Linked DNA regions of Mus musculus: all the other regions are linked to region 1. The links are chromatin contacts, called in public Hi-C, HiChIP or PLAC-seq and promoter capture Hi-C maps. All regions are on one chromosome and are shown on one strand. Each heading gives the region's core, a stretch centred on a gene start, on an enhancer-like site or on the middle of the called end of the contact. The rest is flanking DNA. Distances are from core to core; before and after follow the strand shown.

Evidence for each region. Promoter capture Hi-C pulls out the DNA fragments that hold promoters and counts their contacts. A called contact is a pair of places that touch in the nucleus more often than the background predicts. HiChIP or PLAC-seq counts read pairs in DNA pulled down with a chosen protein or histone mark.
Region 2: a contact with region 1 is called in an H3K4me3 HiChIP or PLAC-seq map of embryonic basal ganglia, with 4 times the contacts expected there. The contact joins the enhancer-like site here to the promoter of Ajap1 in region 1. A contact is called at or near these places in 4 of 39 promoter capture datasets (the 3T3-L1 cell line, embryonic stem cells and stem cell-derived epiblast-like cells), 5 of 484 Hi-C or Micro-C datasets (cerebral cortex, embryonic stem cells, stem cell-derived neural stem cells and 1 more), 12 of 115 datasets of contacts at active chromatin or transcription factors (VIP interneurons, craniofacial prominence, embryonic basal ganglia and 7 more) and 1 of 9 other capture datasets (embryonic stem cells).
Region 3: an H3K4me3 HiChIP or PLAC-seq map of embryonic basal ganglia shows a contact between it and region 1, with 3 times the contacts expected there. The contact joins the enhancer-like site here to the promoter of Ajap1 in region 1. A contact is called at or near these places in 3 of 39 promoter capture datasets (hippocampal neurons, liver and stem cell-derived epiblast-like cells), 10 of 484 Hi-C or Micro-C datasets (cerebellar granule neurons, cerebellum, cerebral cortex and 3 more), 10 of 115 datasets of contacts at active chromatin or transcription factors (differentiating embryonic stem cells, embryonic basal ganglia, embryonic forebrain and 6 more) and 3 of 9 other capture datasets (adipose tissue, embryonic stem cells and liver).
Region 4: a promoter capture Hi-C map of hippocampal neurons shows a contact between it and region 1, with 4 times the contacts expected there. The contact joins the enhancer-like site here to the promoter of Ajap1 in region 1. A contact is called at or near these places in 6 of 39 promoter capture datasets (the 3T3-L1 cell line, HPC-7-derived erythroid cells, cranial neural crest and 2 more), 7 of 115 datasets of contacts at active chromatin or transcription factors (embryonic forebrain, embryonic hindbrain, embryonic midbrain and 3 more) and 1 of 9 other capture datasets (embryonic stem cells).
Region 5: an H3K4me3 HiChIP or PLAC-seq map of neural tube shows a contact between it and region 1, with 7 times the contacts expected there. The contact joins the enhancer-like site here to the promoter of Ajap1 in region 1. A contact is called at or near these places in 4 of 39 promoter capture datasets (cranial neural crest, embryonic stem cells, hippocampal neurons and 1 more), 9 of 115 datasets of contacts at active chromatin or transcription factors (embryonic forebrain, embryonic hindbrain, embryonic midbrain and 5 more) and 1 of 9 other capture datasets (adipose tissue).
Region 6: a contact with region 1 is called in an H3K4me3 HiChIP or PLAC-seq map of embryonic hindbrain, with 6 times the contacts expected there. The contact joins the enhancer-like site here to the promoter of Ajap1 in region 1. A contact is called at or near these places in 10 of 39 promoter capture datasets (the 3T3-L1 cell line, cranial neural crest, embryonic stem cells and 6 more), 1 of 484 Hi-C or Micro-C datasets (cortical neurons), 9 of 115 datasets of contacts at active chromatin or transcription factors (embryonic basal ganglia, embryonic forebrain, embryonic hindbrain and 5 more) and 2 of 9 other capture datasets (adipose tissue and embryonic stem cells).
Region 7: a Hi-C map of cortical neurons shows a contact between it and region 1, with 2.7 times the contacts expected there. The contact joins the enhancer-like site here to the promoter of Ajap1 in region 1. A contact is called at or near these places in 8 of 39 promoter capture datasets (embryonic stem cells, hippocampal neurons, liver and 1 more), 16 of 484 Hi-C or Micro-C datasets (cortical neurons and embryonic stem cells), 11 of 115 datasets of contacts at active chromatin or transcription factors (embryonic forebrain, embryonic midbrain, embryonic stem cells and 4 more) and 1 of 9 other capture datasets (embryonic stem cells).

What each region holds. Positions count from the first base shown.
Region 1 is chr4:153,480,374-153,484,736 of GRCm38.p6, reverse strand. Ajap1 (adherens junction associated protein 1) reads left to right here and starts at 1,907. Exons shown (of 6, transcript NM_001099299.1): 1 at 1,907-2,608. The coding sequence starts at 2,580.
Region 2 is chr4:153,927,458-153,931,820 of GRCm38.p6, reverse strand. No RefSeq gene overlaps it. Among named protein-coding and RNA genes, the nearest start is that of BC039966, 21 kb to the left of the region's middle. Within about 2 kb of position 2,155, at least 22 of the 459 cell types and tissues checked have an H3K27ac peak or open chromatin away from gene starts, as enhancers often do. A contact at or near this core is called in embryonic basal ganglia, where this site is marked.
Region 3 is chr4:153,061,169-153,065,531 of GRCm38.p6, reverse strand. No RefSeq gene overlaps it. Among named protein-coding and RNA genes, the nearest start is that of Gm31055, 100 kb to the left of the region's middle. Within about 2 kb of position 1,926, at least 14 of the 459 cell types and tissues checked have an H3K27ac peak or open chromatin away from gene starts, as enhancers often do. A contact at or near this core is called in embryonic basal ganglia and stem cell-derived motor neurons, where this site is marked.
Region 4 is chr4:153,888,242-153,892,604 of GRCm38.p6, reverse strand. No RefSeq gene overlaps it. Among named protein-coding and RNA genes, the nearest start is that of Gm25880, 14 kb to the right of the region's middle. Within about 2 kb of position 1,989, at least 4 of the 459 cell types and tissues checked have an H3K27ac peak or open chromatin away from gene starts, as enhancers often do. A contact at or near this core is called in hippocampal neurons, where this site is marked.
Region 5 is chr4:153,851,849-153,856,211 of GRCm38.p6, reverse strand. No RefSeq gene overlaps it. Among named protein-coding and RNA genes, the nearest start is that of Gm31353, 12 kb to the right of the region's middle. Within about 2 kb of position 2,026, at least 21 of the 459 cell types and tissues checked have an H3K27ac peak or open chromatin away from gene starts, as enhancers often do.
Region 6 is chr4:153,790,284-153,794,646 of GRCm38.p6, reverse strand. No RefSeq gene overlaps it. Among named protein-coding and RNA genes, the nearest start is that of Gm31239, 9.8 kb to the left of the region's middle. Within about 2 kb of position 2,261, at least 11 of the 459 cell types and tissues checked have an H3K27ac peak or open chromatin away from gene starts, as enhancers often do.
Region 7 is chr4:153,765,845-153,770,207 of GRCm38.p6, reverse strand. No RefSeq gene overlaps it. Among named protein-coding and RNA genes, the nearest start is that of Gm31239, 34 kb to the left of the region's middle. Within about 2 kb of position 2,012, at least 12 of the 459 cell types and tissues checked have an H3K27ac peak or open chromatin away from gene starts, as enhancers often do. A contact at or near this core is called in cortical neurons, where this site is marked.

The sequences.
Region 1 (4,363 bases), core at 658-3,157:
AAAGGTCTGTAGAAGAAAGCAGGTCAGAACCCCCACCTCCAGTCACCTGGCTGCCCAGGCTAAGTCTCCCTAAGGACTCTACAGGCTGCTGGAAGGCCCTCTTTTTGCAGCACCCCAGCTTTTCCCGCTAGGTGGCAGCAGTGCAGGCATCTCCTTCCTGGTTGGCAACTGGGTCCAGCTTGCTCCGTCCGCTAGGACTTCCCTGCCTCCTTACTTTGTAAGATCATCTCCCTCCAACCCCCAGGACCAGGGCTCTGCGGGAAGAGGACCCAGAAGTGACCAGGCATTCAAAGCGCTGAGTCACCTGGGTGTCTCTCTGGACGACAGACTGGCACACAGCTAGTCGCAGCTGCACGTGCGCTGGGCCAACTCATTTAGTCCTAATTAAAACCTCCTGAGGGAAAGCACCGGAAACGGGTCTTGTAAGATGAGAAAGCCAAGAGTCGGAGAGGTTGCGTAATAGACATAGGACCCCAAGACAGTAGCACCCCATACCTAACTTCAGTCTCTTGCAACCATGCTACCTTGCTCCCAGATACTTTCTTTAGGGCCTGAGAGGGAAAACAGAACCATGTTGTCCTGTCCAGCCTGGGTGGGGAGAATCTCTGGCTGCCAAAAACCTTGGACTGGAGGCTCAGGGAAAAGGACCTGCCTGGGTGCACAGTGAATCCCAGGAAGACTGGCTCCTCCCCCCCCCCCAGCAACCCTCCCAGGGAGGCCTCACCCTCTCTCTCCTGAGGGGGGCAACTGCTGGGCTGAAGTCACTTGCTTGCAGCACCCTGGCAAGTCCCCAGTTGCCTCTCTTTACCTTCCCGGCTCTGACTCTAAAGTCCAAGCAGGAAGACCGCAGACTGAAGCTCATTTCTAAGGCCCCTGGCTTTGCATTTCTTCCCCACTATGTGTGGAGCTGAGAGCTGGCTTTTGTTCCTACAGTTCCTCAGGGACTAGGCAGCTAAGGCCTCCGTGGGATCCTCTGCCTTTATGTCACTCCTTTCAGTGAAAGGGGACCACAGAAAGCCTGTCTTTCACTAACCGGACATGCAGACACAACTAACCAGGTAGGCACCAGGGAGTGCTGGGTGGGAGAGTGGGCAAGATGTCTGGGAGTGCCAGGTTCAGAACTCCCTGGCTCTGCGAAGACAGCAGATGCCATAAAACCAAGAAGGAGGGGGAACTGCGCTGGAGACTGAATAACCGGGCAGAAGCATGCTCCAACCAAAGGCTGAAACTTCATCTGCCTGGAGAGAGGCCAGGCCCAGGCAGTGGGGAGACTCCCCAGGAGGACCCTCCCCAGCCTCTCGCATCGCCTGCGCCGTGCAGCTCCGCAGGAGGAAACTTTTCGCACAGCCTCAGCTCCCCAGTCCCATGAGAACCTCCTCTCCCCAAATCAGCCCTCTGCGTTCAATGGGCGTACTTAGAACAGGGTCCGAACCTCTTAACTGCTTCGCATGCCATCTGGTTACCGTGGCAACACCATCCGGCGGCGCCGGGCGGTCCAATCGGAGCCTGCGGCCTCTTTCGAGCCTTTCCCAAGGTGGAGACCCGGACGCGGCCAGGGATGGGGAAGGGGTGGGCCCGGTTCTTCTCTCTGGCGCCGCCCAGGCCACTCAGAGCCCAGGTCGCCAGTCCAGCTCCAGCGAGGTGGGCTGGCAAGCTAAGCCGACCGGCCGGGTTGGGGGCTCCGACTCCAGGTTGAGGGGCGGGGAAGGAGGGTGACGTGAGCCGGGCCCGGCGGGCGGAGTTGGGACCCGTTCGCGGAGGCGGGGGCAAGCGCTTCTGGAGGCAGACGCGCAGAGGGAGGCGGCCGAGCGGCGCGGGCGGCTCTGCGGAGGGCGCGGTGGGCGCGGGCGGCGGGGCCCGGGATCCCCGCGCGCCTCCTCCGCGCGGCGGCGCCGCCGCGCGTCCCCACGCCCCGCGCTCCACGCTTCTTCGCCCCGCGCCTCCCCTGCCCGCCTTCTGGCAGTCTCCGGGCCGCGGCTGTCTGCAGAGCGAGCGCTTAGACGGAGCTCTCCAGCAACTTGATCGGTGTCAGAACCTGGGACAGAGGCCCCTCGACCCGGCGGCGCGTGGAGGCGACCCGCGTGGGCCAGAGGGGCGATCTTCTCAACCCCCGGGCAACACCGATCACAGCCTCGCAGCTCCGGCTGCAGGCTAGATCCTCGCACGGCTTGCGGAGCCGCCCGCTTCGCTACTCGTCGCCCCGGAGGACGAAGCCCCGCTCCTCGGACCCTCGCGGCCGGCGACAGACCCGGAGTGCGCCCGCCTCGCTGCCGCCCGCGCCGTGTGGCCTGCGGTGGGGGCCCCGCGCCCCGAGAGCCGGCGGGAGGATGTGCGTCCCCGCGGGCCGGCCCGCCTGAGCCATGCGCCCCCTCGGCGGCGGCGCGCCGGCCGGCATGGAGCCCCGCGCGGCCGCGCTCTGACTCGCTGTGCGCCCCGCGGCCGGCGGGCGGCGGGCGGCGGGTGGCGGCGGCGGCCCGAAGCCGAAGAGCGGCGCCACGGGACCGGAGCGAGCGGGCGCGGGCGCCGCGCAGATGGCTGGGGCAAGCAAGGTCTGAGGCTGGGTTCCCTGAAACGTGACCATGTGGATCCAACAGCTTTTAGGACTCAGGTGAGCGACCCGGCTGGAGGCAGGGTGCATGGGGGGGTGGTGCGTGGGCGCTAGGCTGGGCTGCTGCTCACTGTTGCAAACCGAGGCACGGCTTCTCGCCTCCCCGAGGCGGCCCGCGTGGTGCACCCGAAGCCACGGAGCGCGGCCGCCTGCTGGTCCCTGAGGCCGGACAGAGAGAGGCAGGGAGCGGCCGTTCTCCTACGCTCCGCGAGTCGAGTGGGGTCGAGGTAGGGGCGCTTGCCCCAGTAACCTGGCAGCGGGGCTGGCCGGCGCGCCCGCTGCCCAGGGCGCCAGCAGCGCAGTGTCCTGGCCGGCGGCCCCGGCGCGGCTCCTCTCCGGAGCCCGGCGCGAGTTGCGGGCCATTGGGCGCGGTGGACTCGGGGGCCGGGGCTGACGCTGGATCTGCCAGGGAGAGCCACCGGCCCTCCCAGTTCTCGAGCAGCTTTGCCGTGGAGTTGGAGAAGCCCAGAACCCTACAGCCGCTCCGTCAGCCCTTCTCTCCGTTCCTAGGGCCCCTGGGCCCCTGAACTGAAGTGTAGTAGGAGCACAGCTGCCGACCCAGCTGCTTTGGGGTGACCTCCGGGCAGAAGGTCGCACGCAGCTGGCAGACAGCTGGGTCTGGAGAGCTTTTGGATTCTGGGGAAGCGACAACAGGCAACTGCCTCTAAGCACCTCTCACAGGCACACAGGGCTTGTCTGTGTCCGGGACCTTCCGGGCCAGTAGGAACTCAAGCCCAGTGCGGTTATGGGGCGGACCAGAAAGACCCTTCTCTGCAAACTTTGCCCACCTACCGAGTCGCTCAAGCTTCTCTGGATCCTGCCTTGGGGTCCCCAGAACGCAGTTGCCCCCTTTACAGAGCACAGTGTCTACTACCCTTGCCTTCATGTAAGGGGGTCTCTGGCCAGAGCTGCTGCGCCTGGGTCGGGATTTGGGACCCAGGTTGAACATCACAAATGGAAGCTGAGAAAGGCTGCTTGCGCTTCTAGTGTTTGTCCACTGGGATGCACTGCGCTCCCGTGTTGAGGATACAAGGGGTCGGTGGCTGCTGGAGCAGACTGCCTCAGTCACCCACCCCCACCAGCATGAAGCTGGGGAGAAAGTGGGGCCAAAGGAGGGAGGAACATGCGCGCGACCTGATTTTGAGAAGTCTGAAGGAGACTGGCATGAGAGTGTTTTCTAGCTGTCCTTGATTTGCGAGTGGTTCTGGCGCCCAGGAATACATGCTGGTCAGCATCATCTAGGGAAGACTGTCACGTCATTACTGGCATCCCCTTTCCTGGTGGCTGGGTTTGTTTGCGCTGTGGACTTTAAGAGGTTAATAATCGGGCCGATCTGCGATCTGCTCTGTGTGGGGCACCGGCTGGGCCTGAATCTTTCAGTGGGCTGTGCTAAGATTTAGGTTCCCGCAATTCTGGGGTGTGGACCAAACTAACCAAGGACATCTTTTCTGACATGAGCCTGATCTAGATGCCCTGTCTGTCTGTCTGTCTGTCTGTCTGTCTGTCTCCCCTTCTGCTTCCGACTGTCCCAGGGCTCAGCTAGATCCCAAGGCTTCCAGAGCAACCCAGTGGGATTCCTTCCCTGCCCAGAGGCAGCTTGAGCTCCTAGATGCAGCAGTCTGGCACTTGCTTGCCAGTGGCAACTTACCTGCACAAGTTGTTAGGTTGAAAGGGCAGTGCATTTTGATAATAGGGAGAGAACAAATGCCAGGCAGAGAAACCTCCTTTGGGGCTCAAAATTCACAGTTACCACAG
Region 2 (4,363 bases), core at 906-3,405, 450 kb before region 1:
TTCCATCCCTCTATCCAGCTGCAGGCATTGTGTTGAACTAGGACTCCTCCCATTTCCTCCACGTGGCTAAGTTTGATAGGAACATCTTCACACACTCAACCCTGAATCCTGACAGAGCCCTGAGCATTCTGAGAGGCAATGCACCAAGTCCAGTGTGACAACCCAAAGCCACTTTTTCTTTGCAGCTCAATTTCCACTCTGTACATGGCTCAAAAAAATATTTTTTTTTTGTCAATAGGATCAGGTGATGGTACCACTCACCTCCCTGAGGCCCACTGAGGTGAGAATCAGGGAATACCCATGAAGCCCATGACGGAAACTGGCCCAAAGTTGGTCAGTCAGCAACAGGCCCAGTCCTGCCCAGGCTCTCATTGACATCTTCCTCCTGCCCTTTCTCAGGACCACACCCTGGGGGACAGGTAAGGACCCAGACTCATGCTAGGTGGCTTCTTCTGGACACATAGAGACCCACTACATTCCTGGATAGCATGTGTTATGGGTCAGTGAGCAAACCACTGAATGATAGGCTTGTCCAGACCTGGAGTTAAGATTGAGGCAAGGATATACTAGGCCTAGCTTGTCCCAGAGAGCAACTAATAGTGTTGGGCACTAGAGAGAAAGCAGTTTAGCCACATTTTGGCTCCAGGTAGTGTCTAGAAACCCAGTCACACAATAGAAGGCCCTGGGACTGGGAACTTACAGCGGCTGGTTGAGGAAGAGTCTTGGAGAGACAAGGGGCAGAGAAGACGGTTGGTTAGAAGGGAAAAATCTTCATCTCATGAAGCACATGGCCTGGATCATTTGGGGACATCCTTGCTCAGTGAATGCCAAGCTCCCCTGATGATGGACACAACGCTCATGTAACACACTGAACAGTCAGAGAGATTAAGAGCAAGTTTGAAGTTATTGGATACCCTGACAACTGTGCTGAGCTCAGATGACCTTTCCCTGAGGCCTTTGTGGGGGGCTCTTCCACAGAGAATGACCTCAGGACAACTTCAATGGGATAGCTGGGGAGGAATGCCTCAGGGGGGCTCACCTCTCTTCTCCCCTGGGGGCTCTGCCTTTCTCAACAGTGACAGTCTTAGTTTGTCTGCACCCAGACCTGCTAGGGAGCCCCTCAAATTCTTTCCTTAGCAGTGTCTCTGTGCCTAACACTGCCCTGACAGTGTTGGTGAAGATGACAGATACCTGGGGGAAGAAAAACAGGAATGGACAGGAGGATTTGATTTTAAGCCAGGGAGGAAGGAATGTGTTTGTAGGTGCTCAGTCACCACAGGTTCTGAGGTGTGGCTCTTGTGTGTTTGGAAGCTCATGGACCCCAGGGGGTGTGACAGTTGTTGGCTTAGTAGTCTTCCATGTGACCTCCCTCCCCCCACTGAGTTTTCCCACACCTCCCTACTGAACCTGTGCCTGGCCCTTAGGGTTCACAGCCCTAAGCCAAGTTCATGGCTGCTTTCCCCAGGCTTCACCTGGACTGTGTCCCACCTGTTTGAGGATGTTCTGGCATTTCACATGTCCAGCAAGAGCGCCTGCAAGTCACTGTCCCTCTTGGCCCCTTCAGAAAGGGAACTGAGTCTGTATCTCTCTGCCAGCTTTCCTGCCCTGGTGGCACATGCCTCTCTACAGACAGATGACAGATGTCTTGCTTGGCTGAGACCATCTGGAGTGTTCTCTTAAGCCCCGGCAGTTTGTGTACCCAGCAGGTGCTTAATGTGTGTAGAGTATCCTCCCTCCAGGCTGGGGGCTGCCTCCAAAGCACCTGCCCCATGGGCCACTGCAGAGTCCCGGTGGGGTCCCTCCCTTCATCCAGACCTTGGGCTTCCCCAGAGCAGAGACTCATTATTCATGTTCGCTGCTGCTCAGGTTGCACAGAAGGATGAGATGAAATGGTGTGTTCTGGGAGTTCAGTTCTTTCTCCCTAAGGAGGGCATTAGGATGGGGAAGGAATCTCCACTTCCTGTTTCTTCATTGTTAAGTCTGATTGACATCGTTCAAACCTCCTCCCGTCAGCACAGGCCCATCATCTTCATCCTTACCTGTCTCTGTGTGACTTTGAGGTGGAGGATGTTTCCTCCTTGTGGCGCTTCTGATGGCCGACACTCAGAGCCTCCTGCTCCCACAGCTCTGAGAAGGTCATGTGGCAGCCGGAAGCCCCACTTCCGTGGCTCCACCCCAAGACCAGCTGTAGACCCGGTTAAGTCAGGAGACTCATGGGTAGGCAGCGTGGACAAATCACGTGCTTGAGGCCAGAGAGCCGGAAGCCAGGAAGCAGTGGAGGGGGCTGGAAGCTGGGACTCATTGAGAACTCATGAAGTCTTGTGGAATACTTGGTTAGCTAATGGAGGGCTGGGAAGAGACCACCCACTACTCCATCCGTACTTTCCTGCTGCTGCAAGGACACATGACTAATGAACACTTAGTTTTGTTTGTTTATTAGTGCCAGGGATCAAACACCAAGCCTCGAGCATGCTAGGCAAGAGCTTTTCCATGAAGCCGTATTCTGAGCTCTTCCATAGATTTATCACGTCTACCAAGTCTCCTCTGCCATTTCACAGGGTCTAGTCATTAGGACAGGCCATGTCTGAATATCTTCATTCATCTCTACATTACTTTCAATAAGTGATCTAGTGTAAATGCCATGCAAATCTAATGCAAATATTATGTAAATAGCATGTAAATAACATGTAAATCCAATGTAAATGCTATGTAATCCAATGTAGAGTCTCTGTAAATAGTCGTTATCCTGTATTGTTTAGGGAATAATGACAAGAGAAAAAGTCCCCGTATAGATGTGAATTTTCTTCTTTTTAATTTTTTTTGATTGATGCAGGGCGTTTGTACATATTCATGAAGTACGATGAGATGTTTTGATTCACAGCTACACTGGGTACCGATCCACTCTGGTAATTAGCATATCTATCGCCTAAACATTTATCATTTCTTTATGGCGAGCGGATTCAAATTCATCTCTTTTAACTATTCGGAGATATACAACACACTCCTGTTAATCACATTCGCCCTGGCTCTGCTGTCAAATGCCTGTACATAGTCCCATATCAAACACCAGCAATGCAAGCTTCCCACCTCTGTCCTCCCCCCCCTCCTCTATCTCCCCTCCCCTCCTCAACTCTCTTTATTCTCTGGTCACCACTATTTTCTCAGTTTCCATGTGAGCAATTGTTTTAGACTATGCTCACAAGTAGATGCAGTTTTTCTGTAGTTTAATTTTGTTTGTTTGTTTGTTTTCGAGACAGGGTTTCTCTGTATAGCCCTGGCTGTCCTGGAACTCACTTCGTAAGCCAGGCTGGCCTCGAACTCAGAAATTGGCCTGCTTTTGCCTCCCAAGTGCTGGGATTAAAGGCAAGCGCCACCACCGCCCAGCTAAATTTTTTAGAATTTATTTTATTTCATGTGTATGAATGTTTTTAGCATATATGCCTATGCAGGGCATGCATGTATATGCATACACACATACATGTATAACCATGTGCATGCTTTTTGTCCATGGAGGGATGTCAGATCCCCTGGAACTAGAGTTACAGATGATTGTGAGCTGCCAGGTGGGTGCAAGGAATTGAACCTCAGTCCTCTCCAAGAGCAACAAATGCTCTTAGCTGCTGAGAGATTTCTCTAGCCTTATTCTCTTTTGTTTGTTTTGTTTTGAAATCTGAGGCAGTTTGAAGACTTGATGCAAATTCGTGGATCTGAAGGTCAAATTGCAAATTTATATCAGTATCAACCTACCGTCACATCTAACTCTTTTTTGAAAATACATTTATTATTGTTATTGTGTGTGTATAATATGTGTAAGTGTGGCCATGCACCCCTGTAGAGGTCAGAGGATAACATTTTGGAGTCAGTTCTTTTACTCTGGGCACCTGGGATAAAACTCAGGTTTCCAGGCTTGTGTGGGAAGAGCTTTTATCCACTGAGCTATCTTTCAGCCTCTATCTACCTATCTACCTATCTACCTGTCTGTCTGTCTGTCTGTCTGTCTGTCTGCCTACTCATCCATCCATCAATCATCTATATCTCTTATCTATCAGACATCTCCTATATATGTGTCTTAGTAACTGTTCTGTTGCTGTGAAGAGACAATATGACTGGTGCAATGTACAGAATAAAACATTTAATTGAGGGCTGGCTTACAGCTTCAGTGGGTCAGTCCATTATCATCATGGGAGTATGGCAGCATGCTGGCAGGCATGGTGCTCGATAGTAGGGAGAAAGAGAGAGAGAGAGAGAGAGAGAGAGAGAGAGAGAGAGAGAGAGAGAACACACCTGGTGTGGGTTTTTGAAACCTGAAGGCCCATCCCAGTGAAAAACCTTCTCCAACAAAAGCACACCTCCTAACCCTTCC
Region 3 (4,363 bases), core at 677-3,176, 420 kb after region 1:
TGTCCACAGTGGGCTGGATCCACCATGTTTCTATTCTCCTTATCTTGGGATGTTTGGTTTCTTTTAAAATCCTGCTTGTCCACAGGGACTGGCCTCTCACGGCTGCACAGGACATCCCTGCAGAGGAAGAGTCTTCTGTAGACAAGCCAACGTTACCCAGCCCGTGCCCCAGCCACTACTTCAGTATGCTTCTTCTGACATTCCTCTCCAGCTTCGTTGTTCGCAATCCTAGCTCATATTGAGAGTATAGGTGCATACTTGCTTCATTAATGACAGAGGGCCACTGTTCAGTTGCCGAGAGCCAAAGAGCAATGCATTACAGCCAGAGGCCCCTTGAGTATTGGAATCAGCACACAAGAACATAAACCCACGGGTTCAGGGTGACTTGGGGGTTGTTCAGTTTTGATACCTAATCTGAGACCAATCCTGAAACCCTGAAAAAGACCTGCCATTCTCAAAGACGTTCCAGAATTCCCAGGCCATCCCACCCCTGGGCAGCATGACACATCCCTGGGTACTGGGCCTCTGGGCAGTGTGACCTAGCTCTGCATGGCCCTGGGTGCTCCCTTCTCTTAGGAAACCCAAGGATAAGTCTCTCAATGGCTTTGGACTCTGGTTTCCCTCAACCCCCTCCATGGATAAGAAGTCACAAACACATACGAAGTGAAGGCCAGTGGGTCTCTTGGACAGTTCTGGATCCATTGTGTTAAAAGGATGCTGGGAATTTTTATTCCTCCCCGAGCCCCATTGCGTCTAGAGACTGTAGCACGCACATTGTACTCATGGCCTTCTGAAATACAGATCTTCAGCTCTGTGTTCACACCAGCCGTGTCAAAGTGACATGGCCAACCACTCTCTGACTCCCTAAAACGTGCAGACATGATGTCTGTGCGTGGCACAAGTAGGTCATGAAGAGAGAGCAGGATGCTGGGATTAAGGAACTCAGAGATCCCTCATGCACCTGCAGAGCTCTGCTTTAGCTCTGGTGGCTGGGAAGGGCACCCCTGTGAGCCTGCAGAGCAAGCACTGCCTTTGTGGGCTGACTTTGGAGGACCGGCCGGGGTGTGAACCGCTTGCTCGAGGATGCACAGCTGCTCAGCAGCCCTGCCAGGATCCACATCTGTAGCTCCTTCAGCAGAGGAATACTTCCTTTATCTTCCGTCTGAAGTCTTTAATTTGCTTTTTCCCCCAAATTTGCATATATGAATCTAAGCGAGAAGGGTGAGGAGGGCTGCTGAAAAGCGCCCCATTATCTTTTGTCAGGCGAGACACAACATAGCTTTGCTGGCACCGGCAGCAGCCACAGGGATTCTTCCACGGCCTGATGGAGGCGCATGTGGCTGCTGGGCTGTACAGGCAGAGCTGGGAACAGTCATGTTGTCGCTCTCAGCACAGATATCCATTTGCTTGGTCCAAGTGGGGTGGGTCCTGCCTGGAGGAGTAGTGATCACTATGCAGTCGCAGTTGGAGCAAGCCCTAGACTTCCCTGTGATCTGGGGATTCACGTCCCTGCAGTGGTGCAGGATGGGAGTGGGCAAGCATGAGGGTGTCTGTGAGATCAGAAGAGAGTATGTAAGGATGGAGGCCAGAGTTTATAGGCACAGAGAAACAATCAGGAAGTAGTTCCCCCAATGATAAAAAGGACTGTGGATGACTGTGACATCAACACCTCTGGGAACAGTCCCGAAGCATTGGAAGGACTAAGGCAGGCGTGGGGTACAGATCCCAGCTAGAAGATCAAGGGCGGTGCCCAGGCCAGGGGATGTCAACACCTCAGTCCTTTGAGGGACGTGCCTGGAACCCCAACAGAGCCATCACTTCCCAGAGGGCCCCAGAAGTCTTCCCCCAGATGGGCAGTATGGAGTGACTGACAGACTGAGTGCCCTGGCTCCAGCTGTGCAGACACATCTGCAGGGACCCTCGTCTGGCCTCTCGCTCCCGGTGATGGATGGCTCTGAAGAGACACCAGCGCTCCAGATGGGAACAGCCGGTTTAATGCTCTGTTTCTAAATCTGAGGAGATACGGCATCCCATCATTAAAAATTCATTTAGACTTATCTTAATAGGAAACACTATAACTCAGCTGGACCCGCACTTGACAAATGGCCTTCCCTCAAGAGAAATCTTAAGGCAGGAGACAAGGCTCTCCATCACTGCATTCTGTGGTTAATTTCCACAGGGCTGACAGCGCCTCATGTTGTTCAGAGTCACGAGTGCTTACCCGCTGTCCTTCTGTCCAAGGCACCGCAAAGAGACACAGGTCTGAGCTTCTCAGACCCAGGATCACGTAGTAGAGGCTGAGGAGACTTAGTTAGACAGAAGCTTGCAGTGCTCCTTGGTTCTAAGAACGGGAAAACCTGGAAGCAAAGAAGGGTGGGCAGAGGAGAGACTCTGGCATGGAGAAAGGGCCTTCCGCCAGGAGAAAATCCTAACCTTGAAGGCTGTGAGCGTCCCGGGTCCAGCAGAGTCTTTCAACCACATAGAGTGTGATGGATAGTGCTGTGCGAACTTGACCCAAACTAGAATCATTTGGGAAGAACAAAGCCCAATTAAGTAAATGCAACCACAAGTCTGTCTTGTGGGCAAGGCTGGAGTGCTTCTTCTGATGGATTGATGAGGAGGGCCCAGACCACTGTGGGTGGTGCCAAGCTGGACTACAATATGTTGGGAAAAGATAAGGGGATCGAGTCAGTAGGCAGCCTTCCTCCGTGGCCTCTGCTTCAGTTCCTGCCTCCGGGTCCTGCCTTGACCTCCTGTTCTGACCTTCCTGGATGACAGACTGCAAGTTGTAAGAAGGAATAAATCATTTCTCCCCGAGATGTTTATGGTGTTTGTCACAGCACAGAAAATAGAGAAGGAACACACGGCGCCCAGCATCTGAGCATTTGGTTTCTAACATTCTGACCTGTCTTGTCTCTCAGAGCATCACTGGGCCTCAGAATCAGGCAGCAGCGGGGGCCCACAGTGCATGAGAAGAACAGAGACTTCATTCTGTTTGGATTCACTGATCTCCAGCCCCACTGGGCTCAGGAGAGCACCACACCTCCAGCCACTGGGAACAACTTGATCAAAACCTGCCTCAAGCTCGAGTGTCTATTTAGAGTGTCAGATGTGTCCCTCAAGCCATACTGGAGAGCGTCTCTATCCATGAACAGACTACCAAGACACACAGGAGTTTCACAGCAAGTTCTGGGACAGCATTTTTAACAATTTTGTCAGGCCTGGGTATTTTAGTTTTGAGTCCACTGCTGCGATAAAACATTATGACCATAAGCAGCTTGGGGAGGGAAGAGCTTATTTCTTCTTACAACTCTCAGGTCACGATCCATCACTAACAGAGTCAGGGCGGGAACTCAAGGCAGGAGCCTGGAGGCAAGAGCTGAAGCAGAGGCCATGGAGAGTGCTGCTTAGCACTGCTTACTGGCTTGTCCCCCATGACTTGCTCGATCTGCCTTCTTACGCTTCTCAGGGCCACAGGCCCAGGGGTGGCACCGTCCACAGGGGGCTGGGCCTTCCCACATCAATCAATCATCAGGAAAATCCCCCACAGACTTGCCTACAGGCCAATCTGATGGAGGCATTCTCTCAGAGTTCCTTCTACTCAGATGGCCCTGGCTGTGTCAAGTTAACAAAAGCTAAAACCAACCAGTCCAACCCCCACACAAGGACTACTTACATCTTCCAAAGGGGAGCTTAGGAACGTGGAGGAAGAGGTCTGTGAACAGGGTAGAAACCTGGGGAGGACCTGCAGACGGAGGAAACATCGGGTGCAGACGGAGGAAACATCGGGTGCAGACGGAGGAAACATCGGGTGCAGACGGAGGAAACATTGGGTGCAGACGGAGGAAACATCGGGTGCAAAGCTCCTTAATGACCTGACGTCATCCAGATGCAGCAAATGGGTTGGTGGATTGAGCAGAAAAAAATGACACTAGTGGAATGATGGGACCAGAGGGGGGAGGAGCTAGGACTCCAGTGGGCAATGCGGGGAGAACCCTTACATCTGGTTGGTAACAGGGTGGGGAAGCCATGTGGGTCTGACAACCATGGAAACCAAATCTCAAGGCTCCAGATAGGCTAGGGCCTCATTGACTGTTTCCTTGTTGCGATAAAAACCAAATCTCAAGGCTCCAGGCAGACAAGGGCCTTATTGACTGTCTCCCTGTTGTGATAAAATGCCCCCAAGAACAGCTTAAGATGGAAAGGGCTCATTTTGGCGCATAGTTCAAAGAGGACACAGTCCATCATGGTGAAGAAGGCATAGCAGCAGGAAGCCATGATGGCAGGAATGGGAGGCTAGCTGGTCACATGCAGCCTCTCTTACAGAAGCTGAACTGTAAGTGTGGCTGTGTGACAAAGACTT
Region 4 (4,363 bases), core at 740-3,239, 410 kb before region 1:
CATTTCATTTTGTTTATGTTCTAGTAGGACAAAATAAAATTCAATATTGAATTTGACAAAACCAAATCAAACCAAACCAAAACAAAACAAAACAACAACAACAACAAACCAAGCAGCTGGTGCTGGGCAGACTGAGGGCTGGGGTTGGTGAGGCTCTGTGGATCCAGGCTTGGGAAGCAGAGGATGGAGAATTTCAAGTTTCAGAGACCTTGTCTCAAAAATCTAAAAAACTTATTCTCTCTCTCTCTCTCTCTCTCTCTCTCTCTCTCTCTCTCTCTCTCTCTCACACACACACACACACACACACACACACACACACACACACACCACCTCAAATGTAAACAGTCCCCTTCCAACAGCAGCAGCAGCAACAGAAACAATGGGACTGGATTGGAGACATGGCCCAGTGGTTAGCAGTGAGGACTGCTCTTGCAGAGGACCTGAGTTTGGTCCCTAGCACCCATGTCAGGTGGCCCTAGGGAATCTGACACCCTCTCTGGCTTCCAAGGGCACATATGAACTTCCTGTACACATATGAACACACTCACACCACAGACACAGATACAGGCACACACATTGAGAGACAGACACACACAGAGAGAGAGAGAGAGAGAGAGAGAGAGAGAGAGAGAGAGAGACAGACAGACAGACAGACACACACACACACACACACACACACAGAGACAGAGATTGATTAAAGAAGACAGTGAAACAAAATAAAAAAGTCCCCTACTGGCAGATGCAGGTATAATTATTAAGTTGTCCCTGGGGCCAGCAGAAACCCCATAGTTGAGATCTGCCTGGCTGGCCACACCTGAGGCAGTTTCTAGAAGCCCCAACCTTTTTCTTCACTGCTTCCTCTGGGGTCTTCCAGGTGTGCCAGACACTCAATGCCAATGCAGGAACACTTCCTGCCCAGGGGACAGGGCAGGCTGGGGTCTGTATTATCTCCTCCCCACAGTCAGCTGGCCTGAGCACTCACTCCCCTGGCAGGGCTGTGCATTCTGCTGTTTCAGGGCACATCACACCCTCCCCAACTGTTGGTCACTTTAGGCTGGAGGTTAAGACTTTATGAAATGTCTTATAAAGCGGCTCTGCCTTGCATCTTCCACCAGGAGGAGGTGTGCACTCTGTAAAGAGGTTCTACCTCTGCTTTCTCCAACCCACTGGGCTCAGAAACTCTGCCTGCTTGTCTTGTAGGTAATGGGCTGGCACAGGGCTCACAGAACCTACCACCTTAATGCAGCTTGGGGAACACTCTCTCCATGCCCTGCCTTCTGCATAGGTCCAGCCCTGAGGGCAACTGCTACCACGGAGTTATAACTGATGCAATCTGAGAGCCCTGGGCAGCCTGGAACCAGTCCCCCCAACCCCGGATCCCTGCACCCTCTAGCCTGGCTCCTGGGCAGGCCTGTGTGTGTGTCCAGGTCCTAACCAAGGAGCTGGGCATCAGCGTGCTCATGTTTGCACGCGCTATCATTGGAAGGAGGAAGGTCAGTTTGTTTTACAAGTTGAGGCGTCATTCCCTCCTGCAGCAGACACTTCGTGCCAGGAGGCAGGGCAGGCAAACGCCAGCACTCCACTATGCCTCCTCTTCCCATTTCCTTCCATCTGGGTCCCAGCCCGTTAAGATGACGTCACCACGTTCACACCGTCATTCCCTACTCAGGTAGTTCTGCCAGAGTTGTGCACCACCTACCTCCTGGGATGGTCTAACCCATTTTGCTTGCTTGACTACAGGACAGACTATCACAGGGCCCTATGTTTGTGGGATGCTTCAGAATGCCAAGCATTCTGAACTATCTGAGAGTTCCCATGGAAACAGACCTGTGCCCCATGCCACATGGCAGAGGCAGAGTCTGCGGTGCAGACACCAGGCTGCCTTTTGTTTTCTCGCAGGACAGCGGGGAAACTGAGGCCACCAGTCTGGAGAGCACCGGTTGGTGGTCGTTCGGCTGACGGAGGCCACTGTGGGAGCTATTCCCCATTCAGAGGCTGCATCCTGTAGCTTGCTGCCAAGTGAACTTCCTGCCTGATGTATTTCCCTCCTACGATGAGTAAATGCGACGTTATGGGAATTTAGTAACGGGATAAACCACAGATGGAAAATCAAACACTTAGAAAAATCATTTAATGTTTTTATTTACTCCATATGAGAAGTCACCAGCCTGGGCTGTAATAGAAGCTGTTACATAATTTATGGCCACGAAACCGGTCCCTGACGCACCATACTCGCAGGCTTTGCAGGTCCCTGAGGCGCCCAATTCATATTCAGTTCTAGTTGGGCAGGATGGATGGCAGAGGGTGCAGAAAGGGGAGCTGCCTTCTGGAGTGAGCAGAGCTGAGCTGGCAGGGAGGCGAGGCAGGCACGGGCACACAGTGGTGAAGCCCTTTGCCATGGGCGGGTTCTGGGTTATTTTGACATTGGCTGTATGTTATACAGCCTAAGTAAAAACAAACCAATTGCTCAGAAAAATAGACCTCTTGTCCCACACTTTCATGATGCCCTTTGCAACACACACGTGAGAACTCTTCTGCAGAGAAGTTTGATCAAATGTTTTGACCACACGAACTATTAAATCCTTCCTGAAGAGAGATTTGCCAACACTCAAGGGCAGCTACAAATGAGCTTATCACCTGAATCGAGCCTGGAGTTCCCAAGTGGAGACTCTGCTGGGCCTTGGCTTGGGTGCAGCTGGGCACCTCACTTGCCAGTACCCACCCTCCCTCCCTCCCTCCCTCCCTCCCTCCCTCCCTCCCTCCCTCCCTCCCTCCCTCCCTCCTCCTGGCTTCTTTCCTTCATTTCTCCTTACCTTGCTCTGTCTCTCCCTTCTCTTTGCTCCCTCCCATGGCGTGTTTCAGACACACCAGAAGAGGGTGTCAGATCCCATTACAGATGGTTGTGAGCCACCATGTGGTTGCTAGAAATTGAACTCAGGACCTCTGGAAGAGCAGTCAGTGTTCTTAACCACTGAGTCACCTCTCCAGCCCGAGATTTTCTTAACGATTGATACAGGAGGGTCCAGCCCACAGTGGGCTATGTCACCCTTGAGCAGGTGGTCCTGGGCTGTATAAACAAAGGCTGATCAGGCCATGAGAAGCGAGCCAGTGAGCAGAAGTCCTCATGGCCTCTGCTTCAGCTTCTGCCTCCAGGTTTCTGCTTCCCTCTCTTCCTCCCTCCCTCCCCCCTCCCTCCCTCTTGTAGCTGGTCTTAGCTACTGAGTGGGTTCTCCTTTTTTTCCACCCTTTATCCCCCCAATTTCAATCCCTATCACTAGATAAGAAAGAAAGAAGGATGGGGTGGGGATAGAAATCTCTGAATCTAATTTATTTTTTCTTGTTTCTTATTTGAGAACAACTACTAACAAACCATAGTCGTTGCCCCCCCCCCCCCCCGCCCCCACACCACCAACCCAACTCTCTGGGCCCTAGCATTTATACACCCACTAAAAAGTTCTGAGAATTCCAAATGTCACACAACGACAGAAACAATCTGCCCCTGGCAAAATCACACCTCTGCTAGAGCATGAGGCAAATCATAGTCAGCTGATGCAGACAGTCTGAAGCAGCCCCTTATCCCCACACTTGGTACTAAAATGAAAACATGTTCTTATAATATTTCTGTGTTTTTAAAAGAAGCCCAAATTCCAGAATTATCACTACTCCCCTCCCCCTGCTTCTCTTTCTTTAAGAAAGGGTCTTGCTCTGTAGCCTAGGCCTGATGTTAAGATTTCAGGCACATACCATTTGATGAAGATTACATTAAATGTGAGATCAGGTCTTACTGAAGGTTTCTTGCTGTAGTTCTGTGACTACTGGGGAGGTCTTTGTTGCTACAGACAGGAAAAAAAAAATCAGCTTTAGAGTCTGAAAGAGGTCTTGGGAAAACTTTCCGAACTGGTAGAGAAACACACAGGCCCACAGAAATGGAGACTGAGGGCAGAGTCGTGCCTGTAGACAGAGACATGATCAGCTAGGATCCCCCGAGTCTGAGTTGGGGTCAGCTGACTCCAGCAACCCGCACTGGCTTCTGACTCTCCTGTGATCTTTGAGGTAGCTCATGGACACACCCCGAGGCCATGGCCAGGCTCAGTGGAAACAGGACAGAGGGCTTGCTTGGGCTTCCATGTCAGAAGGCACGCATGCGTGGATTTATTTTGCTTAACAGTTTTTATGTGTGTTCAGAGCAGGCATGCCAATACAGAACCCCGTCTAATTAAGGTCAGATGAGCTCCTCCAGCCAGTAAAGATAAAAACTCTAAGTGATAAGAAGGCACCCTGACGATTTAATTGGCAGCGTTTTTTCTTTCTTAGTGGTCCATAAAACTGCAGCAGAGTGTTTTCCCTTAAATCCAAGAAATAT
Region 5 (4,363 bases), core at 777-3,276, 370 kb before region 1:
ACCATACAGCTTTCTTCCTTAAGGGACCCAGGGGAGGCTCTGCAACATCTGCCAGACAGGTGCCAGGCTGCAGCCTCTTGTGTTTGGAGATGTCACAGGGACCTCAGAGAACAGAGGTGACAGAGAAAGACAGCGGGTGTCCGTGCAGGGGGATAGTCTCCACTGGCATGTACATGTCTGGGTTCCCTGGAGGACAGAGAGAGATCCTCAGGGGTCAGACATCAGAAGGAAGAACAGCATCTTCACTGCATGGTGATCATGGGCTGGTGAGGCTCAGGGACAGGATGCTTGCTTAGAGTATGAGGATCTATCTAGCCCTCATCCCAGCATCTCTCCTCTCTTCCAAAAATCCTAGGGTCCTATTGAATCAAAAGAGTGACAGCCACTTGTTGGAGTGATAGATACTGGAAGCCAGACTGGGTAAGAAGGTCCCATTGGGAAAACATTACCATCCACCCAGGCACTTCTCCACTGCAATAGAGGCCATGGTGTATCCTTGCTCCACTGCCCGTCTCTGACGACTCCTCAGAGCAGTGACTCCAGACACAGGCATGCCAGTCTTGGTGGCTGCCTAGCATCTACTCCCACCTGTTCTATGGAACCTTCCTTTTGTATGGTTCTGTTTTTATACGTGCTTGTGAGTGAGAAACTGTGTCCTGTCTCTATGCACATGTGACCTTCTTTGGTTAGGAGTCTGGTCCTTCTGTGTCTTTCTTTCTTTCTTTTTTTAATATTAGTTATTTAATGTATATGAGTACACTGTAGCTGTCTTCAGACATATCAGAAGAGGTCATCAGATCCCATTACAGATGGTTGTGAGCCACTATGTTGTTGCTGGGAGTTGAACTCAGTCAATGCTCTTAACCTCTGAGCCATCATCTCTCCAGCCCCTGTGTGTTTCTTACATTTGGCAAGTGTTCTTTCTTGACTCTGAGCCAAAGGGGTGGTTGTGGGGTGATTCAAAACAGGAGCAGGGTATAGTAAGATGACAGTTGGGCTCATAGACAGCTGTGGGCAACTGTGGGCCTCTGATGGGTTGATGTGCCAGCAGGTTGGATGTCAACTGAACTAGGTGGCTCCCTTGGAGACTACAGGGGAAGGGTCACAGGCTTCAAATACAGTGATGGACAGCACAGCAGCCGGCACCCTCTCCTCATTTGCTTCTGTTTTGCATAAATATCACCAAAGGTGGATGCTGTGTCTGACTGTGTCTCCCAGGAGTGATGAAATTAGATACCAGGGGATAGCACTGAAGATGGGAGCTGGGGGGTGGGGGTGGTGAAATCATGATGGTGGAATACACAGCCCATAACTGACACCCCAGACTCTGAGCCTGGCCCCTTTACTCAGGGGGGACGTATGGAGATGAACGTGAGCTGAGGAGTGGTGGGCTCTTTGTAGATTGATTCTTCTTCACTCAGACCTTGACCTTCTAACCTCTGGCTCACACAGATCCGGGGGCTCTGAGGGGTACACTCAGATAGGGAGACTATCCGCAGGAAGGCACAGGGCACTCTGCACCCTGCCTCATAAACAGCAGTGCAGAGATTGCTCTGTCAGAACACTTCAGGGAGTTGGTTACCAGGCAGCCAGTGAGGGGAGGCTGGAAATTTGCATATGCAAATTATGCAGGACCAAGCCAAGGGATCTCACTCAGTGCTTTATTTGTGTTTCAGAAGTCCTTGAACAGGGGGACAGCAATGCCCAGTTTGGGATTACATTGTTATTAACAGAGGCCTTAAGAGGCCAGACAGTGGAGTCCACAGTGAGGCCTCTGCCATGCTTCACACTGGAGGTGAAGAAACTGGGGCTGGGACCCCGCCTGGGTCTCAGAGCCCAGTGGGCACCCTGGTGAACATGCTGGAAGACTGGGGTACCCTGGGCTCTCACCACACAATGTCCTGGTGGGAGGCTCTGCTCTCTCTGCCTCCATTCCTGCAGAAGCCAGTTGGGTGGTGTGTGAGCGAGCTGCTGGGCTCTGTGTAAGTCAGGGGTATGGGGCAGCCGCCAGCGCTGCCCCAACTGTGGTGTCCACGTGGCAATTAGCTCGGAATTGAATTTAGAAGACTGATTTCCTTAATAAGTGATCGCAGTGCGGTTGCTCCTCAGGATCTGGAGCTAGAAAGAGACATTTTGTGTGGCTTCACGGTTGTCTGGCCTCACCCCAGCTTCCTGCTGGGAATCACACACTTACTCCAGGCTATGCTCATCCTCCTGGGTCAGGGCTGATTCACCCCAGGCCCCTGAGGTGGTTCTCTGGGGCACAGCTGATCATCCCTTTCAGCCGGTCAGGCTGATTCCACAGCCCTGAGTTCTGTGGTGTGACTGTTCTTCCTTTGGTAAAAATTGGTGCTAAAGTCAGAGGTGCTGTCAAGGTAGGAAGAGGGGAGGGCTCTTGTTTCAAGACCCACAAGGCTGTGGGGATAGTAGGACATGGATTCCAAATCCCAGAACCACAACGCACCCAGTTAGTAAATCACTCTCCTTGCAAGCATCAGACCTGAGTTCTGGGCGTAAAAGCCACATTAAAAAGCTGGTACACATCTGTATCCATCCGTACATCTGTAATCCAGGGCTGAGGGGTCAGAGACAGGAGAAGGCTTAGGGCTAGCGAGTGAGCCAATCTGCTGAGTAACACTGAGTTCCAGGTTCAGTGAGTGATCCTGTCTTAACACACACACACACACACACACACACACACACACACACACACACACACAGGGAATATTTAGAGGTTCTCAAAGTGGGATGCTGGAGCCCAAGGGCTCTGGGTCTTTGATAGTTTGCCCTGGAACAGCAGCTGGCCAAGCTTCCCCTAGGGGAGATGGGGGTCAGCCTGCCTTTGGGCAGCTTTGGCAGCAAAATGGTCTTCTACATCTTGACTCACGGCCTGGGAGTCCCCTACCGTGTGTGGTAGCAGTGCAGTCTGGAAAAACCTCTTCTGGAGTGGTTAGATCTGTGTCAAGCTTACTCTGGGATGCTTCTGTTCCTGAGACTCAGAGGGAGGGCTCCAGCGAGGATGGTGGCCATCTTTCAGGAAACCGGAGAATGGACAGTGTGAGTCTGTGGCACTTGACGGTTAGAACCCGAGCTGGGAAAGGCTGGAGGTTCTCCCAGCCCTGTGCTCTCAGATGTCAGAACAGGCCCCAGGGGCTGAAGAGAAGACTCAGCAGATACAAGCTTGCTGCTCTTGCAGAGAACCTGGCCTCTCTTCCCAGCATTCACGTGGCAGCTCACAACCATTGATAACACCAGTTTCAGAGCATCTTATACCTTCTTCTGGCCTCCTCAGGCACCAGATGTTCACACAGTGCACAGTGTATATGTAGGCAGAACACTCATACATATAAACTAAAAACATCTAGAAAGTTTCTGTTAGAAGATCCTCCCGGGAAGAAGCATCAATAACGGGATTCCATTAGGGGGTCACCTTAGGAGAGTGCTGGGGCTGACACATCCTGGCACAGGCCCTGTCCACTGAACCCGAGAGTTCCCTAGGTTCCAGGCTAAAGGCTGAGAATGAGAGTTGGAGCTTGGAGCCTATGACCGCAAGGCATGGCCGGAAGGGGAGGTCTCAGATAGGCATGCTCAGGCGACCTCATGTCAACCTCCACTTCGGGTCCTTCTGAAGGTCTCCTGTTTCCTTGCCAGAAAGAAAAAGCCCTTTTGGAAGACCTAGGTGGATAGCAGGGTTGGAAACGTAGCTCCTTCCGGAAGCCATTGGCTCCAGGACCCTACACCGGTACCAAATCGTCAAATGCCTTACAAATAGTGTAGCTTTAGCGACATGCCACCGTGCCTGTCCCCCTTCCTGTGTTGGAGTGTGCACCCAGATTGTAATCCAAAACAAACCCTGCTCTATACCTCAGTGGGTTTTTGGGGGGTGGAGGGAAGGTTGCTAGGTTGGATTTGAACTGGACTCAAGTTATTCTCCTGCTTCATCTTTCAAGTAGCTGGGTTGACGGGTGCACACTGCCCTGCCCAGCACTCTGTATCATTAATAGATTGTTAAATGCTGCCTGCTATGGTAAGAACTCGGAGGCTTCCCTGTGCTTAGAGACGAACGTCAGGAGGAAGGGTCTGCATGTGTTTGGGAGGATGCGTCTCTTCCTGAATGTTTTCCAGTCCACAGATGTGGAACCTGATGTGTCAGCTGTAATTTGTCACAGCCACCTCAAGGAAGGGAGGACTCATGCTCATTCCTTCATGCATTCCTTCATTCATTCTAGCTGCACCTTGTGCTGCTAGTGAGCACCGTGTGCTGCAGGGTTCAGAGCCGGACAGGTGATGGGCTAACTCAGGCCAGTGATGAGGGAGCCAGCTTTGCACCTCCCTGTGTAGCCTGGCCTCTTGCCTCCATCCC
Region 6 (4,363 bases), core at 1,012-3,511, 310 kb before region 1:
TCCTACACCCTCCCTGTGTCCTACAGGGCTGAAGGTTCTCTCCAGGTGCAGGCCCACAGGCTCTCCTGGTGACCTCTGTCTGAGTGACATCTTCACTATCAGGGAACTTCACCCCACTTACACTTGACAGGTCTCTCCTTTATAGATTCTGCTGCATGTCCAGCAGCCCCACCCCTGCCCTCACAGTTCCCAGCTCTCCTTTCCAACAAGGCTCTTGGAGGTTCAGAAACTCTGAAGCTGGGGCCCCTGGGTGTCAGAAAGCTGGATTGTTCAAGCAGAAGGGACTGTCCGGTTTCTCTGGCACCTCTGCCTGCCTCTGACTTCATCAAGGACCATGGAAGAAGCCCGGGCATGCTATACCTGAGAACTTTAAGCCATTAGGTTAAACAAAGGGCAACAGGTGCTGGGCAGAGTGTGCAGCCCTGGGGCCACAGAGTAGAAAGCCTCAAAGAACATCACCTAGGTTGTGCGGGACAAGGGGGGTTCACTCAGTCAAGGGGAACAGAGCCAAGAGAGCTGAAGGGTAAAGGAGCCGCTCCACCCCATCTCCAGCTGACCTTCGCACAGCCCATCAGACTCTCAAACAGCATCAGTAGTCCCAGAGCCGGGGACTGCTTAGTGTTGGGCATCGCTACCACAAGCACCAGCCAAGAAGAAGGTTAAAATAGCCTGGCTCCCCATCTCAGGCTGACGTGCCAGCTGTGTGATCTGGGCAAACTCTCTGGTTGTTCTCTGTCCCGTCATCTGGACTTTACTGCACCAGGGGCTCATTAAAACACACACCGAAGAACCTGCCTGGACTGGGGCCGTGGCTCAGTTGGCAGAGTGCTTGCCCAGCATGCACGAAGCCCTGAGTTTGATTCCCAGCAGTGCAGACAGAAACCAAGCACACTGTTTAAGATGTTATCCCAGCACTGGAGAGACAGGGGCAGGAGGACCAGAAGTTCAAGGTCATTTTCAACTACCTAGTTGGCTGGAGTCCAGCTTGGGTGGCATGAAATCTATCTCGCAAGAGCCCTTGGGGCTTAATTAAGCTTTAAATGAGGATTTTCCTCCCCTTTTGGTTGGTACAGGGAATCGTCCCTTGCCTTGGAGGAGGATTAGTGTCAGGTAAAATCTAGCTGTGGCTCCCAGACTTGGTGTGATGAGGGACTCTCTTCTGGAACCATCTCTTCCTTCCTTTGGCCATTAACACATAAACGCTCCCTGCCAAGCTGGGTCCTACTGAGAGCTCAGTGAGCAGGCTGCCCGGGGCACAAACCTTGATCCGGAGGAGGGCAATCACTCTACACTAAGGGACACTCCACTCCTGTGACCTGTCTGGACTCCAGGAACCCTGATGCTGCCAGAAGATGCCCATCCTCTATTCCCACTGTGCCTCAGCTCTTGGGGACCCCCAAAGCCTTTCTCAGTCCACTATCCTGAGCAGGAGGAACAAGAGCCCGAGGTGGCACAAAGGCAACTGGATCGATAAGAAATGTCACTGAGAATGTGATGCAGCCCCCGCTGGAGGCAGCAAGAATCCCAATCAAAGAATGTATCTTGTTGACAAACTGAATGTGAGATCAATTCTGAGCCCCTCAGAAACTAGTTGTTCAACTGGCATAACTCTCCCGCAGGTGACACCTGCTGAATACAAATTAATCCGAATAGGCAGATGTGGCCAGTGACAAGTTCTTTTCCTGGATGCTGCGGCAATCAAAACCCAGCAGGGAGCATCCGTCAGGACTCTGAGGCCGGTGCACCCTGCCTCAGTCTCCCGCCCTCTTCTGCAGCCCTCATAACTCACAGCTGAGAGGCAGTAAATCAATAGAAATATCTTCCTTGGGAAGGTCCTTGGTTGCAGGGTAATAGGTGTGCTGATGGGTCCCCTGCAGAAGACGTCAAATGATGGCTTGTCTCCCAGGACTCGCTTGAAGGACTGATGCTGCCTGGACCTGCACCTTGCTGGCTCCAGAGGCAGCCCTAACTGCCAGAGGAAGGCCATTGTGAGCCTAGCAGGAGCCTTGTGTGGGCTCGAAGGCTTCTAAGGCACATGGTGGTGCTGCCTGCCCAGAATCCCGGCAGGAGCTTTCATTTGTCACGAGAGATGGAATCTTTCAAAAATAACCCGTGTGTGCGTGCACGGCTCCGGCTCGCAAATGTCTTGACACTGCCAGCCTTTAATTAGCTGTGCTTTGCCGTCAGGGATGCTGCAACTGCCACTTCCCAGGCTGCAAATGACATCGTTGAGTCACCGAAAGCGAGAGGGAAGTGTGAGCTGGGAGGGGGCCTGGGTCACCTCGGCCAGTGATAATCTGCAGAGCCCAGGGACAGCAGCCCTGGCTGAGGTCACAAGTTGCCGAAGGCTGGCTAGATCTGGCTGCTGGACCTGAGGAAGCTTCATCCACTGCCTCAGGTATGCATTCTGCAATGCCAGCTGCCGTCCTCAGAGGCTGAAGAACATACACACAGTCACAGACACAGACATATATACACACACACACACACACAGACACAGACACATAATCACACACACATACATACATAGAGATACAGATACACAGAGAGACACACACAGACACATACAAGCACATATACAGAGAGACACAAAGACATAGAGAGAGAGAGAGAGCAAGAGGCACACAAACATACACACAGAGACACAAACACACACAGACACATACACAGATCCACAGACACACACATACACACAGACATAGACACACACACACACACACACACAGATGCGTGCACACACATACCACCAGGCTGACTAGAATTTGGAGACTGGTGCCTATTCCCAGAGGTCCATGTGGGGGTCTAAGCTACATCTTCAATCAGTTTTCATTTCCCTAATGACCCGTGATGTCGAGCGTCTCCTCACAAGTGTCTGGGCCTCTCCACTTTGGAGAGATGTGTACTGAACCATTGCTGCTTTCTGTCACTTTTAAATTAAGAAAACAGGCTTTGTTTTTACACAGCAGTTTAGGCTCTCGGGAAAAGGAAGATTTCCCATAATCCCTTCCTCCACACAGCACTTCACTGGTGGTCAGCATCCTCTCCAGAGGCTCCATCTGCCCCGAGTGCTGAGTGTGTCATCCCACCCAAGGCTCTCAGGCCACATCAGGGGTCATTCTGTCTCCAAATGCGTCTTCACCATGTTTTATTAGGGTGCTTTGGTAAATATTCTCGACTAAGGTGGTGCTGATCCTCCTCAACCCGACTTGGTTTGGGATCACCGAGGAGATGACCTTCTTGGTGTGCTTGAGAGGGCGTTTCCAGAGAGGTTAACCAAGAAGGGCAGATGGTGAGTGAGCAGCACCATCTGTGTGCTGGGGTCCTGAGCTAAATGCAGAGAAAATATGTACTGAGCACCAGCACTGCCCCCTCTGCCTCCTGACTGGACAGCTGCCTCTCACTGCCAGGAGAGACCGAGCCCTCAGCTTTGAGACCAATATCTCCTTTTTTCCTTAAATTCTTTCTTTCCAGGAATTTTGTCATAGCAGTGTGGAAAGTAGCTAAGGAGAAAACTGGATCAGGAGTGGGGTCCCTCTGCGATAATCCTCACCGTGGCTTATGGACTCTTCACTGGTGTGTCGAAGGAACGCGGGTGGGCTTTCTAGCTGTGGACAGGTAAAACCCAAAAGTCGGTAACCAGAGCTTAATGGGCCATCCTGGTGGGAGTGTGGGAGACCAGGATGCTGAGAGAAACGTAGTGGACAGAGGCCTGGATAATGAGTTTCAGAGGGGATCAAGGGCCGCGTCAGAAACCAGGCTGGAGGCCGTTTGAGTGTGTATTCTTTCAAATAATCTGGCTTTGATTTGCTGGTGTCCTGAAAGCCAGAGCAGGCTGAATTTAAAAAAACAATGGATGAATTCACTTGGTGGAGATAATTTCAGGATGGAAAGGCATTTTGGTTGGGACATGCCAGGCTTAACTGTTCATAGAAGGAGATGGAAAGGAAGGGAGAGGGAGGGAGGGAGGGAGGGAGGGAGGGAGCAAGGGAGTGAAGTGGAAACTTGACAGTTCTTAGGAGAGTCGGTTGTGTTTGATGGTACTTTGCTGGGGTAAACACGTGAAGGAGTTTTCCTGAAGTGGACACAGGTGAAAGACTAAGGCAGACTGGCGAAGGAACGTTTCACTGAAGTAGACACAGAAGAGAGGATTCTCTGCTAAAGCAAGCACATGAAAGGACACATGATGAAGGTTTCTTCGGTAACGACAGGCATGTATTGGCCCACCTTACATACACCTTACATTGCGTAGTTGAGATCCATAGAGAAAAATGCACCAAAAAACTTCTGGTGGTGTGCAGCAGTTTCTTGCTGCTTCCAAGGCCTCGGGCTGATTGGCAGAGTGCTGTCAGCTGAGACAGATGCT
Region 7 (4,363 bases), core at 763-3,262, 290 kb before region 1:
CTTACCTGCTTAGTGGCCGCTTAGTGGCCACACAGTGTTCTGCTCACCCCCACCCCACCCCCAACCCCCGCAGCTCTCTTCCTAGGTTCCTAGGCAGCAACCTCTGTGGTGCACCTTCACCCGGGCTGGGAGTCTGAGACAATCAGTTCCTCTCCTAGCCTTCCCAGATGTCCATTTCCTTGAGCAGATCTTTCTGCACCTCAGTCTTCCCAGCTATGGAAGGTGACCCGTCGGGCCATCATAGAGGAAGAGGTTTCAGTGTGGTCTTGTGTGTTAGTGAGGGGGACGCAGAGCAGCCTGAGTGTCTGCACGGAACCATTTTCCTCTATGAGGAAAACAGCCAGGACAAACACCCACAAGTCCGGTTTAGTTACTGCGCATGCTCCATGGCTGGTGACCCCCACGGAGGATGGCCAGTCCTCGCTGCACTTGGCGTCCCTGAGGGCACAGGATTTTAACTGTGCCCCATCTGAAAACAGGAGCGCCAATCTGGCCTTTCTCCAGCTAGGAGTGAATCTGAGAGTGTTCAGACATTAAAGAACCACCCCTGTCCTGCGACACACTAGATCCAGCTTTGCTTGATTCTCTCGGAAGTTGATTTGATAGCTTACTGTTTCAGTCCAAGTAAGAAGAGCTTTTTATCTGTAACATCAGCTCCACCTGCTTCCTCTTCCTTTCTCTTCCTCTCCTCTCTCCTCCCCTTCTTCCCTCCCCTCCCACCCCTTCTCCTCCCCCTCCCATCCTTCCTCTTCCCCTCCCCCACCCATCTTTTCCCCTCCCCCTTCCATCTCCTTTCCTCCCCTTTCTCTCTCCCTCTTCTCCTACACCATTTCTTCCCCTCCCTACTTCCCCTCCCCTTCTCCCTTCCTTTTCCCTCCCCTTTCCTGTTCCTTTCCTCTTTTACCTCCCTCCTCCCCCTTCCTCTCCCCTCCCCTTCCCCTCCATTTCCTCCTCTCCCCTCCCCTTCCCCTCCATTTCCCCCTCTCACCTTCCCTCCCTCTCTCTTCCGCTCTTGCTTCCTTTGCGTCTTTTCAAAAATACCTGCTCCTTGACATTGGCTTTTTGTGTCTGTAAGCAATTTGCTAGTTTACGTAAGCAAATCTTCCTTTTCAGGTTCACAAGCTCTGAGCACTGTAAGGCACTTTCTAGTCTTTTGTGCAGTAGGACTGTGGAGACAATAAGCTCTTCTGTTCTAAGTTTTGAAGACATTTATATCTTTGTTTCATCTGAGTCGGCTTTAGTGGGGGCCTGGCATTTCTCCTGAATAGCTCTTCAATTCATAACGTAGGGTTTTGTTCTTTGTTTTTTTCTTTTTCTTCAAATGCTGGTTTTGTATACAGAGACTCTTCAGTTTGCTTTCCCAGTGCTTGGCTTGGATCTCATTTTGGGTTTTATATCTCCTGGTATGTCAGCTTCATGTTGCTTTCTAGTTATTTTATCTTTCTGTGCCGGGGTGTGGAGAGCCCATCATTTCCCCTCTGTGGTCATGTCCCAGCATCACCGGAGACTCTGAGACCCTAAAAGAGGTAGGGACTCCTCCTTATGAGCAAGCAGGCTGTTCTGCGCCTAAGACAGCATACACATCCTCTTAGCTAACTCAGTTGTTACATTGTTGCCTGGAGACAGGTCCGCTCCCACAGTGAAAGCCTGGTGTTCAAAGTGGCTCCAACTTCCTGTGTTATCTTAACTCATGTTTCTGACCAACTCCCCATCCCCAGGCCCCAGCAAACAGGAATTTTCACAGCTCCTCAGGGTGAGGGGAACCCCTCCTCTCATCTTTACTTTGTATCTAAACACTCAACAAGTTTGTAACTTTAGATTTTTGCATTAAGGTCATCTCAGTTGATTTTCTATTTCTGTGATAAACAACAAGACTGGAAGCAGATGGGAGAGGAAAGGGTATCAGGCCACAGCTTTTTCCTGAGAGAACTCAAGGCAGGAACTGAAGCAGAGGCCAAGGAGGAGTGCTGCAGGCTGGCTTGCTCCCAGTGGCTTACTCAGCCTGCTTCCTTACACAACGGAAGACCACCCGCCTCTGGGTGACACTATACACGGGTGGGCTGCGTCCTCCCAGACTGATCATCAGTCAAGAAAGTATTCAACCCATAGACCTGCATAAAGGCAATCTAATGGAAGCAGTTTCCCATTTGAGACCCCTTCTTCCCAGCACGCAAGAGCTCGAGTCCAGCCGACAAAAAACAAATAGCACAAAATAGCTTCATGGTTTTGTGAAAGACAGAAGTTCTGGGCATCCTGATTTGTCCCTGTGACGTGTGACATGTGCAGCTGGTGCCGTTGTCTCCGGTTACCTCTGTTCTTTGCCAAGGATCAGTTCATTGCGCTTGGGTGGGTCTATTTCAGAATCTCCCTTATATATTTTATTTCTGCTTCATTCAGTTTTAAGAATCTGGCCAGTTTCTATATCCCTGTTCGTCAGGAGATGCGTTTTCCTGTCCCTTTTGCTTCTTTTAAAGGATCCTTGTGTCCCAGACTCCCTTCTGGCTTCCGTCAATAGTAACTGTTCATACTGAAAAAAAAAATACACCCTTCAAATAAATCTTGATGTTTTTGGCCATCAGAGAAACAAGCCAGGAAGGCCAGGGATATTCTTAGAGTCCAGGGCTCCCATGGGATGGGATCACAGATGGGAACAAGTTACCAGCTCCCGCCTCACTGCGTGGAGGAGCAAGGACTTCTGTCTCTCTATCCTGTCCCAAAGTCCATCCACGTGTCTACCATTTTTCCCATGTCCAAACTCCACTGTACTCTCTCAGTCATAGTGGCTGGGAAGGGAGCTCTCGGTATCACACAAAGGAGCGCACGAGGTGAAGGGAAAACAGCAAGGTAACTTCTTTTTACAAAGAGGGTACGCCAGAACCTAAGCTGGGCTAGCAGGCATGCTCAGCCAAGACGGCCTCTTTTTGTTATCCCTGATGTAAGTGGGGCCTGTGTCTCATCCCAATGGTGAGAGCTCTAACTTCACAATCTGACCCAGTTGGACAATCGGTGTAAAAGGGAGGGGGAAGGCTCAGGGAATATGAGCCCTGGTCTTCCTGAGTACTTTCAATAGGAAAAATAATGTTTCTTATGTAGTACGCCTTTTTAAAAGGCAAAAGTACGTGTTGTACGCAGTTGATACAGCATTTGAAGCTCAGAGGTTCTGCTTCCTTAACCACAGCCGTAGCCTGGATGATGCGTGGCTAGGGACAGCTCCCTTTTACCTTGTTGCATCTAATTCTGTTCCCATACACATTTGAAAATAAGTACCATTTATGTTTAATAGAGTGTTTTATGTCAACATTTTGAGTGATGGCTTTAATTTAATCCATAGAGAATCGTGTTTTTCATTTATTTATTATACCATTATATGATCCATTTTCTTTCAGTTTTCCATTTGTGTGTGTGCGTGTGTGTTGTATGTGTGTGTGTGTTTGTTTGTATGGACACAGTGCATGTGTGTGCATGTGTGTGTATGTTGTATGTGCTGTGTATTGTCTGTAGGTATGTATATGTGGGTGCATGAGAATGTAGAAGCTAGAGGGTAGCTTCTACTGGCAACTTTGGTCTCCTTTGAAGGCAGAGTCCCTCAGTGGCCTGGAGTATCATCAGTCCCCTCCCTGGTTGGCCTGTGAATCCCAAGGATGCTCCTGTCTCTGCCTCTGCAACATGAGCTAATGAACTTGTGCTGCAAGCCTGGTGTTTGTATGTGAGGTCTGGGGAGTGGCCTCAGGTCCTCATGCTTGCAAGGCAAGCTCGTTACCAAGCGATCCACTCCTCTGCTGCCCCTTCACGTTTTAAATCCAAAAGCAAAAAAAGTATGTAAATTAAGATTTAAATGTAAGGATTGTTGTATGTGTGTACTGGCATACTTGTGGGTGGTGTGTGTGTGTGTGTGTGTGTGTGTGTGTGTGTGTGTGAGAGAGAGAGAGAGAGAGAGAGAGAGAGCGAGCCACGGTGTGTGGAAGTCAGAAGATAATTTTCTGGAGACAGTTCCAGGACCTGGCATTGAACTCAGGTCTTTGGTTTTGCTTGGCAAAAGCCTTTACCCACTGAGCCACCTTGCTGTCCCAAAAGGAGATGTTTAATTGTGAGGCTTGAGGTGTTGCTCAGTGGCAGGGCCTGTGCTTGGTGTGCCCGAGCTCAGTCCACAGTATAAATAAAAGATGAGTCAGGTTTTTTTTTACCCTCATTTGTAGGCGATCACTTCTTCAATTGGTGTAAGGCTGATGGCCACAGTGTTCTTTGACCTCCCGAGAGTGTTTTTGTCTAAATATAAAATGATGAGTGTGTTATCACCATGCTTATGGTGAGCTCAGCTCTTCTGCCCCCATACCTTTTTTTTTTTTTTTTTTTTTTTTTTTTT